3 separate regions of the Sus scrofa genome follow, and all the other regions are linked to region 2. Evidence: chromatin contacts called from public HiChIP or PLAC-seq data. All regions are on one chromosome and are shown on one strand. Each heading gives the region's core, a stretch centred on a gene start, on an enhancer-like site or on the middle of the called end of the contact. The rest is flanking DNA. Distances are from core to core; before and after follow the strand shown.

Evidence for each region. HiChIP or PLAC-seq counts read pairs in DNA pulled down with a chosen protein or histone mark.
Region 1: a contact with region 2 is called in an H3K27ac HiChIP or PLAC-seq map of alveolar macrophages. The contact joins the promoter of ERAL1 here to the enhancer-like site in region 2. A contact is called at or near these places in 11 of 47 Hi-C or Micro-C datasets (adipocytes, alveolar macrophages, embryonic fibroblasts and 5 more) and 1 of 2 datasets of contacts at active chromatin or transcription factors (alveolar macrophages).
Region 3: a contact with region 2 is called in an H3K27ac HiChIP or PLAC-seq map of alveolar macrophages. The contact joins the promoter of FLOT2 here to the enhancer-like site in region 2. A contact is called at or near these places in 2 of 5 promoter capture datasets (fetal liver and liver), 13 of 47 Hi-C or Micro-C datasets (brain, embryonic fibroblasts, epiblast stem cells and 8 more) and 2 of 2 datasets of contacts at active chromatin or transcription factors (alveolar macrophages and skeletal muscle).

The regions. Positions count from the first base shown.
Region 1 is chr12:45,081,610-45,084,620 of Sscrofa11.1, reverse strand. It overlaps ERAL1 (GTPase Era, mitochondrial), which reads right to left and starts at 1,635. Exons shown (of 10, transcript XM_021067490.1): 1 at 1,317-1,635. The coding sequence starts at 1,599.
Region 2 is chr12:45,011,698-45,014,516 of Sscrofa11.1, reverse strand. The region is part of intron 2 of FAM222B (protein FAM222B); the gene reads left to right. Among named protein-coding and RNA genes, the nearest start is that of TRAF4, 37 kb to the right of the region's middle. Within about 2 kb of position 1,301, at least 5 of the 83 cell types and tissues checked have an H3K27ac peak or open chromatin away from gene starts, as enhancers often do. A contact at or near this core is called in alveolar macrophages, where this site is marked.
Region 3 is chr12:45,118,851-45,121,835 of Sscrofa11.1, reverse strand. FLOT2 (flotillin-2) reads left to right here and starts at 1,333. Exons shown (of 11, transcript XM_021067496.1): 1 at 1,333-1,531. The coding sequence starts at 1,483. It overlaps DHRS13 (dehydrogenase/reductase SDR family member 13), which reads left to right. Exons shown (of 5, transcript XM_021067495.1): 5 at 41-690. The coding sequence ends at 492.

The DNA of each region.
Region 1 (3,011 bases), core at 386-2,885, 70 kb before region 2:
TTTTTTTTTTTGTCTTTTTGTCTTTTGTTGTTGTTGCTATTTCTTGGGCCGCTCCCACAGCATATGGAGGTTCCCAGGCTAGGGGTTGAATCGGAGCTGTAGCCACTGGCCTACGCCAGAGCCACAGCAACGAGGGATCCAAGCTGCGTCTGCAACCTACACCACAGCTCACGGCAACGCCGGATCGTCAACCCACTGAGCAAGGGCAGGGACCGAACCCGCAACCTCATGGTTCCTAGTCGGATTCGTTAACCACTGCGCCACGACGGGAACTCCCCATTTTTGCTTTTTAGAGTCAAACTTCAGGCATATGGAAGTTCCCAGGCTAGGGATCACAAATCACAGCTACAGCTGCCAGCCTACACCACAGCCACAGCAACAAGGGATCCAAGCCACATCTGCCACCTACACCACAGCTCACGGCAATGCTGGTTCCTTAACCCACTGAGTGAGGCCAGGGATGAAACCCACATCCTCATGGATACTAGACACATTCATTTCCGTTGTGCCACAGTGGAAACTGCATGTATTTACTCCTTATGACATCGCAATGCAATTACCAGTTTTGGTGCCCAGCCTCCCTACCAGACGCTAGCCTATGCTACCCTGAATAGAGGATGCAATTTCCAGGTACACAGTTGACCCTTGAACAATATGGATTTGAACTGCGCTGGTCCGTTTATATGCTTTTTTTTTTCTTTTTTTTTTTTTTTTTGACTAAATGTGTACTACACGATCTACGGTTGGTTGAATCCTTGGGAATCCTAGAAACAGAGGAACTACATATATAGAAAGCCAACTATAAGTTATAGGAGGATCTTCCGTAGCGCACGTTCAGCACCCCTAATACCCCCTACTCCCTGTTGTTCAGGGTCTTGACAAGTAGATGAGAGCACTTATTGGGTCGCGTCTGCTCCACTGTGGCTCTTTAATCTGCTGCTCTTGTGAGCCTCTGTGGTTGTGACCACATCAGTTCCCTCTGGCTTGAAAACTCCTAGAACCTAGTACCTCTCTCCTGTGAGACCTTCCACTTCTCACCTTTCGCCCTCAAAATCATTTTCTCTTCCTTCCTTTTTTTTTTTGGTTTTGGCGTGCAGCTTGATGTGGGATCTCACTTCCCAAACTAGGGACTGAACCTGAACGCAGCGGTGTGAAAGCGCCGAATCCTAACCACTAGACCACCAGTGAACTCCCAAGATCGTTTCCTACAACACAGGGCCAAAGATGCTATGCCCAGAGCTGAAGGGTTGCCAGGACGTGGGACTTTCGGTGCTAAAACCGTCACGGACGCGTACAAATCTGTCTGAGCCCTTTACCTCTGTGCATGGACACGGCGGGGACGTGAAAAGTCAACGAACTATCGGGCTGAGAGAGTCCGAGGAAGCAGTCCAAGGCTGAGCTGTGGCCATTAGGGCGAGAAGCCGAGGCTAGGCGGGGACCAGAGAAAGCCTGGCTCGCGACACAGGAAATGCACCTCCGCTGACTGCCCAAGAGCGAGGGGAGCCGGGCCGCGCACTCTCTCGCAGCCTCTGGGCCCCGCGTCCAGACCCCTAAGACGGTCCGAAGGAGCGCAATCCCTTGCCAGCCGGGGGCAGCCATGGCAGCCGCAAGGCACTGCGGGAACTGGCCGGGAACGCACTTCCGATTGGACAGAGAGATGGAGAAGCGAGCGAGCAGGAGAGAGCTAGACCGGCCCAAACAGAGCGGAGGCACATGGGACGTTGGGGCTGAGCTGGAGGAGGGGCCCCTCTGGAGCCTCTCCCAGGCTAAGGAAAGGGGAAAATGTGTATTTAGGGTTTGTGTGAGCGTGACGATCGTTTTGGATTCCAGTGCACATCGTATTTTTTGCTCCTCCTGCCAAAGTTTTGTAAAAGGTCCTTCTTACCCTAACTCGTGAAAGCCTACATCTCCCATGAGGCCACGCGGCGAAATCGTTCTTTCTTAGCGCCAGACTTCACTCAGCAGGAGAAACTCGCAAGTCGAAGGAGGGATGATCCGGGGCGTGGGAGCGTCAGGTCTTTTTAGTCCTCTCCAGCCCCGGGTTTGCGGAATCCCCTCCTAGTGCGCCTCTGGCTTAGTTTAGCGTCGGCAGCGGCCTCCGGCAGTCTGTACAGTTCCTTTATGGGAGAATCCATGTAAGGAGTTGTCCGTGGGTAGGTATTCTGATAGGCAGCAGACCCGAATTTCCCTCCTGAAAACCTCGGCTACTCTCTCCTCTCTGAGACCATTCCTTTCTGGAGAAAAACCTAAGGGTCTGCAAAGAGAGAAAAAGCTACTTAGTCACCTAGCGTCTCCCCGACTGCCTTAGCGGCCTGAGGAACCTCTTACATCTTGGCCGTTTTGTCGCCTTGAGCCCTCTCTTCATACTTTGAAACCTCAATCAGACTCTTGGAATTGAGAGAGAACTCTTGCAGGGATTGGAGGTGCTGAGGATACAACAGTGAACTAAATGGACAAAAATTTCCAGCACGGGACTTTTATCCTGGTGTGTGTGTGTGTGTGTGTGTGTGTGTGTAACAGAGACATACATTAGTACATTAGTGACCTAAAAGGAGCAGTTTAAGTAGAATGGTAGAATGGTTTGGGTGAAAGCCTAAATGGAGTGGATTTAAGAGAAAATGAAAGAGTAATTGAGTTCCCCTCGTGGCTCAAGAGGTAACTATCCTGACTAGTATCCACGAGAAGGCTGGTTCGATCCCTAGCCTCACTTGGTGGGTTAAGGATCTGTGTTGCAGTGAGCTATGGTGTAGGTCACAGAGGTGGCTTGGATCCTGCCAGGAACTGAAGGCAGCCAGAGTATGTATACAACTCTTACTAGGGGAGCAGAGCAAAAAGGAGTGGTAATACAAGAGGGAAGAGGGTGGGATTTTCTTTTCTTTCTTTTTTTTTTTCTCATTTTTTGCTTTTTATGTCCGCACTGGGGCAGCATACGTAGTTTCCCAGGCTAGAGGTCTAATCGGAGCTACAGCTGCTGGCCTACACCACAGCCACAGCAACACCAGATCCGAGCC
Region 2 (2,819 bases), core at 52-2,551:
CTGATCAGAGGTCCTCTTAAATACTAGAATTTCCCAATGTGTATCATCTTAATTTGTTCTTGTTTTTGTTTTGGGTTTTTTTTCTTTTTAGGGCCACACCCAAGGCCTATGGAGGTTCCCAGGCTAGGAGTCAAATCAGGAGCTACAGCTACAGGCCTACACCACAGCCACAGCCACGGCAGAGCCAAGCTGTGACCTACACCACATCTCGAAGCAATGCCAGATCCTTAACCCACTGAGTGAGGCCAGGGGTCAAACCCGCAACCTCATTGTTCCTAGTCCGATTCGGTTCCACTGCACCATGACAGGAACTCCTATATCATCTTAATTTTAATTGTTGCTGATAGCTATCTCTTGAGCAACAAGGTTATAAGGAGTTTTATAGTGTGTGTGTATATATATATATATATATATATATATATCTATCTCCCACTTCAAAGAAGTGTTCCAATTTGAACACCCGTGAGGAATTGAACAAAAACTCAACAGTCTAGATTACTTACTGTACCTCTGAAACAAACTGTTTCCACTGTGCTGTTGTTTTGAACTCTCTGAGCACTCTCTACCATGGAAACAGACAGTTCCCTTTGGCTTTGCTGTCTGCCTTATGTTCCTTTGCCCTCAATTGATAGCAAGTAAAGAAGCTTTTGCTTCCAAAAGAGATAGGAAACTAGCTTTCTCTGTCTCTCTGGGCATATTCCGGTTAATATTCTTCCCACAAGATTGAGTTGTTAATTACTGTCTGTTAGACTTCTATCTTAAATTGGCTGGAATTAGTTTATACTTCATGTTTTCCCCGAGTCCAACCTTCTGTCCTTGTACTTTGTGATGTGCAAGGAAAAGATTCTGTTCCTGGCTCAGTACCACGTATAGTATCAAGTGTAAAATGCCCTAAATTTGGAATAGACCTTCATTTCAGAGCAAAAAGGGAAGAAATCAATGAGGCATCTAGGCTTCCCCTTTCGTAGAAAAGGAGTTTCAGCACCTTACCTGAATCCTTTGTGACAGATTGGCAAACTTTTTCTATAAAGGGTCAGATGGTATATATTTTAGGGTTTGTGAATCACACCTTAGAGTCTTTGTTGCACATACTCACTTCTCTACTGTCACTGAGCATAGGCACCTGTGGACAGTATGTAAACAAGTGAGTGTGGCTGTGCTCCAGTATAACTTTCTAGAAAAGCACAGCAGCTGTGTTGGCCTGTAGGCTGTAGTTTGCCACCCGGTTCTCCTTTTGAGATCATCTTCAGAAGTTAAAAATGGTCTAGCCTCTTGACTTCCTTTTTTTGAGACTCAGAGCCTGGCTAGTTCTAGAATTTGGCCAGTGAATCCACCTTGTGTAATGACACAGCCAGAGGTGACAGTCTTCCTTCTCAGCTGCTTGACATAGTAAGCAAGACCTGCTGTTCAGCCCTTCCCCAGCCTTTCTCTTTCTAAGTGATAATTGCATGAGAAAGTTGTCTGTGTTTCCTGGCCACCCATATCTGCATGCTCACTGCATTGTGACTGGTTCCAGGCTTCTAGAGGCACAAGTGAGGAGGGAGTGTACTTGGAGGCATACGGTAAGATGACAGTGAGCAGCTCACTGTTGTTCTGCTTGATTCCTTAACACATTCTGACAGCTTCACCCAAAGATGTGCTGTCAAGGGCTGAGCCAGTTGAAAGGAAAGACGTTATTGGCAGCTTGGTCTTAGAGGCTGACTTTGGACCTTTTCCTCCTTCTCCCCAAGTAGTCTCTGCTAGCCACTGCCCCGAATCTCTATTTAAGAATGAAGGTATCCTTCCTCCCTGGTTTCAGGCCTACCTGTCCATTTGGGGGACAGTGTATTTGAATCTCTTCGACTCTCTTTTTCCTCTCTTTAACTACACTCAGACTTCTCCAAAGGAGAAAACCCAGTGGTGTTTTTAAGCTTGCTTAAATCTTGCTTTCTTCTTTCCTCTCCCAAAATGTATTTTTGAAAAAATCCTATCATGTGACTCATAGCTGTTGGCATTAAGCATTTACAGTTAAGGTGAGGTGAAGCATAAGCTGTCTCCTTTGGAAACCAGCAGCCACGAAGCTGCTCAGAGCCCAGGCCTGTCAGCTACAGAGACCTAAAGCTAGTCTTGTGACTGCTCTTCAGCCTTTCCCTGCTCCCATCCTCAAGAGGGTCTTAAAAGTTGCTCAAAACACAACTTGGTGTCTGCTCGGGTGGGCATAGGGTACAGATATTTGTAGCTTAATATACCTTATATTGTAAGAGTCAGTTCAAGGCAGGAGAGATGGGTTGGGGTTAGGAGAGGAAATAGGTGGATTCTTGACCCAACACCGTAAGCCCTTTGGTTAATGACTTTTCCCATGCTTGAGTTGCTGTGTATACAGAATCACAGGATTGGTCCAGCCTAACGCCAGCATTTTCTCTTCTCTTCCTTTTCTAGACATATAGGAGGATGTAATGCATTTCCCAACCTAGATACGTGATTTGCTGTAGTGCAGGCTGGATTAAAGGATATCTTGGCTTTGATTAGGTCTTGCATTTGTTGGAAGACCACAGTCGAGGTTAGGTGAATGTCCTCATAGAACTTTTCTAGGTTGTTATTCCATGATGTCACTTGCTTTGAGTCCCCAACCATTTGGGGGCTTTGTACTTGTCAAGTTTGTTTTCCTCTGACCCATCTTCTCCCAATGTTGTTGGTCACTTTTTTTTTTTATTAATCCCAAGCCTCTGCTCCTATTTCTCCAGCTCATGGTGGGTATATAGGATGGCTCAGTATTTTGGGGTAGAATGAGTGAAATAACCTAAGGTCATTGGTCCTAAAATCACCTTTTAGACAATGAC
Region 3 (2,985 bases), core at 84-2,583, 110 kb before region 2:
CCCACTCTTCTCCCTCTCCTTCCTTTCTTCCTGTTCCCAGGTCCCGTCAACTCAGAGTTGTTCCTACGCCACGTTCCCAGATGGCTACGCCCACTTTTGTGCCCACTGGCTTGGCTGGTGCTGCGGGCACCACGAGGGGGTGCCCAGACACCTCTGTACTGCGCTCTGCAGGAGGGCATTGAGCCCCTCAGTGGGAGATACTTTGCCAACTGCCATGTGGAAGAGGTGCCCCCAGCCGCCAGAGACGACCGGGCAGCCCATCGGCTGTGGGAGGCCAGCAAAAGGCTGGCAGGGCTTGAGCCAGGGGAAGATGCTGAATCTGATGAAGAGCCCCAGCCTGTGGACCCAGGAGTCCCATCTTCTCTGAGCAGCCCCCACCCTGAGGAGCCCGCAGCTTCTGAACCCTACACCAGCCCTCAGAGTTCACCAGACTTGTCCAAGGTCACACGCCGAATTCCAGTTAAAGCTGAACCAGAGCCCCAAGCCTCCTAACCTCCGGGCTGGGAAGCTTTCTAAGGCTCTGGGTGATCCTTGAAAGCCTTAGCCATGTACCAGGCTATGGTCATGCACTGGACACTGAGGTGGTTGAGATTTTTACCTCCATGGTCACTTTGTGGGGGCTTCAAGGTATATGTCCTGGAGAGCTCTTTTCCTGGTTGAAGGAAATAAAGGGTGATGATTTCTTCCTGAGAGTGACAGTAAGCCCGGGGGGCGGGGAGGGGGGGCGGTTGTGCCAGATGCTGCTCCTCAGGAATTTGAATTTCTTATCTCCAGGCTCTACCCTGAGGAACACTCAGCCCTGGATGATGGAGGCCTGGGCATTTTTAATCTGATGCACCATCAGTATGGAGAATTGTTCAGTTGTGCCCTTTGCGATCACCTAGTTACATTATTCCCACTTTCCAGAGGCGGGACTAGGCAGCCAGAGAGGGAACTCGTTCCGGATCTCCGCTAGAAAGAGCAGGGACTGAGATCGGAGCCCAGGCCCAGGCGGGCTGACTCCAGGGCCCACCCCTGTAAGGTGGGTGCTGGGAGGCGAGGCGGGGCGTGGCAGTTGTTATCCAGGCTCCCCAAGGAACGCCTTCAGGACTGCTTGAGGGCCGAGCCCCCACGATGCCAGCTCTGTGTAATACAACCACTTGAAGAGCTCCCTGATGGCACAGCAGGTTAAGGATCCTGCGTTGTCACTGCTGCGACCCGGGTTCGATCTCTGGCCTGGGAACTTCCACAGGCCGGGCAGGCTGGGCCAAATACTTTGAAAATTAAAATCGAGCGTGTTGACAGCCTGGCTCGGGCCGCCTCCCTCCACACGCCGGCCCCGCCCTCCGCCGCCACACTTCCGGCGAGGCTGCGGCCGCGGAGGGGCGCCGGCGGGCGGCCGCTGGGGGTGGCGGGATAGGCTGGGCGCGGCCGGCGGTGCGGGCCCGCTGCTGCTGTCCAGGTCTCGGCGGCCCCCCGAGGGCCCTCCGTCCCTCCGGCGCCATGGGCAATTGCCACACGGTGGGGCCCAACGAGGCGCTGGTGGTTTCAGGTGAGGGGGCGGCGGGGGAGGGGGGCCGGAGACGTTTGGGGCGGGGGGCCGTGCCCGGGAGGGCGGGGACCGGGCTGGGCAGCGGACGGGGAGGGGCTCCGCGGGTGGGGGGCAGCGCGGGAGGTGGGGCCTGAGTCCGCGGCTTCCCGGGCCGCACCTGAGACCCTTTCAGGAGGGACCCCTGTGCTCCACCTTCCTGCCCCGCGTTCTCGGGCACTCGCCGGGCTCTCCCCCCGCCTTCCCCCGCTGCGTGTTTGCCGGTGTTTATTCCCTCCTTCCTTCGTCTCCTCCCCTAGCAGGGTCGCCCCTGTGGCCTAGGGGGTCCTGAACTGAAGCCTTGGGGTTCCGGGAACACAGTTTGGCTGGATGCCAGCGCCCGGGACTAGGGTGGGTCACGCAGCCTTGGAAGGCAGGTGCCCATCTGGGCACAGACCCGTTAATTCCCAGCAGGCTGGGGCGTGCTGGTTTATTGGCACTGCCCGCCTGGGAAACGCGGGTGCGGCCTCTACAGGTTGCGAAACCGGGCTCTGGGCTGTGTCGCTCAGGTTGCAAAATGCTGCAGGCTCCAGAATTTCTGTGAGCTTAGGTGGGGCCGGGGGACTGCAGTATTGGGGAGATGAGAGGGATCTTGTCCTAAGGCTGCTGTGTATGTTGTATATTTGGGAATTTGAGGAAGAGGCTGGAGCCTTTCAAGCCATCAATTTGTGCAGCCCAAGCTCACAGGTGCTGGGGAGAGGGCCTGTTTCCTGACAGCTTGGAGGCCTGTAGCTGCAGGAATCCCTCCTGTCTTTACTTCCCACTGTCAGTGTGGATTCTCCGCCTGTGCACAGAGTCGTTAGGGCTGGCTCTAGAATTGAGCAGAAGAGGGTGTGCTGGGCCAGGGCAGGAAGCTGTCCACCTTTGAGAGGTGTGATGAATCCATTGGAAACTTTCACCCCAGAACATGGCCTCTGGCTCAGTGTGGATCTCAAAATTGATTTCCCTGGGACAGGAAATCCCCACTCTCCCTCACTAAGACCTTACCCCTGTGGGGGAATTTAAGATTCTTTACCTCCCTGAAAACCAGAGCTAGCCGTAAGGTCACTAGGGAGACCCCCAGAGAGCACTGAGGCCAAACCTACACCTCTGTAAGACCTGGGCCAGGGGTTCCCGCCTGCCTTGGTGCAATGGGTCAAGAATGCCACCCAAGTCGCTGTGGAGGCACAGGTTAGAGCCCCATCCAGGCACAGTGGGTTTAAGGATCCAGCATTGCTGCAGCTGTGGCATAGGTCGCAGCTGTGACTTGGATTCAATCCCTGGCCAGAGAACTTCCATATGCCTTGGGTACAGCCATAAAAACAAAAACAAAAGACCTGGGCCAGTCTCCCAGCCCCCACCCCTAGAGAAGCTTGTAGAAACCCCAATCTGAGCCACACTGCACTTGGTTTTGCTTGTGGAGTTTCTTTCTAGAAGCC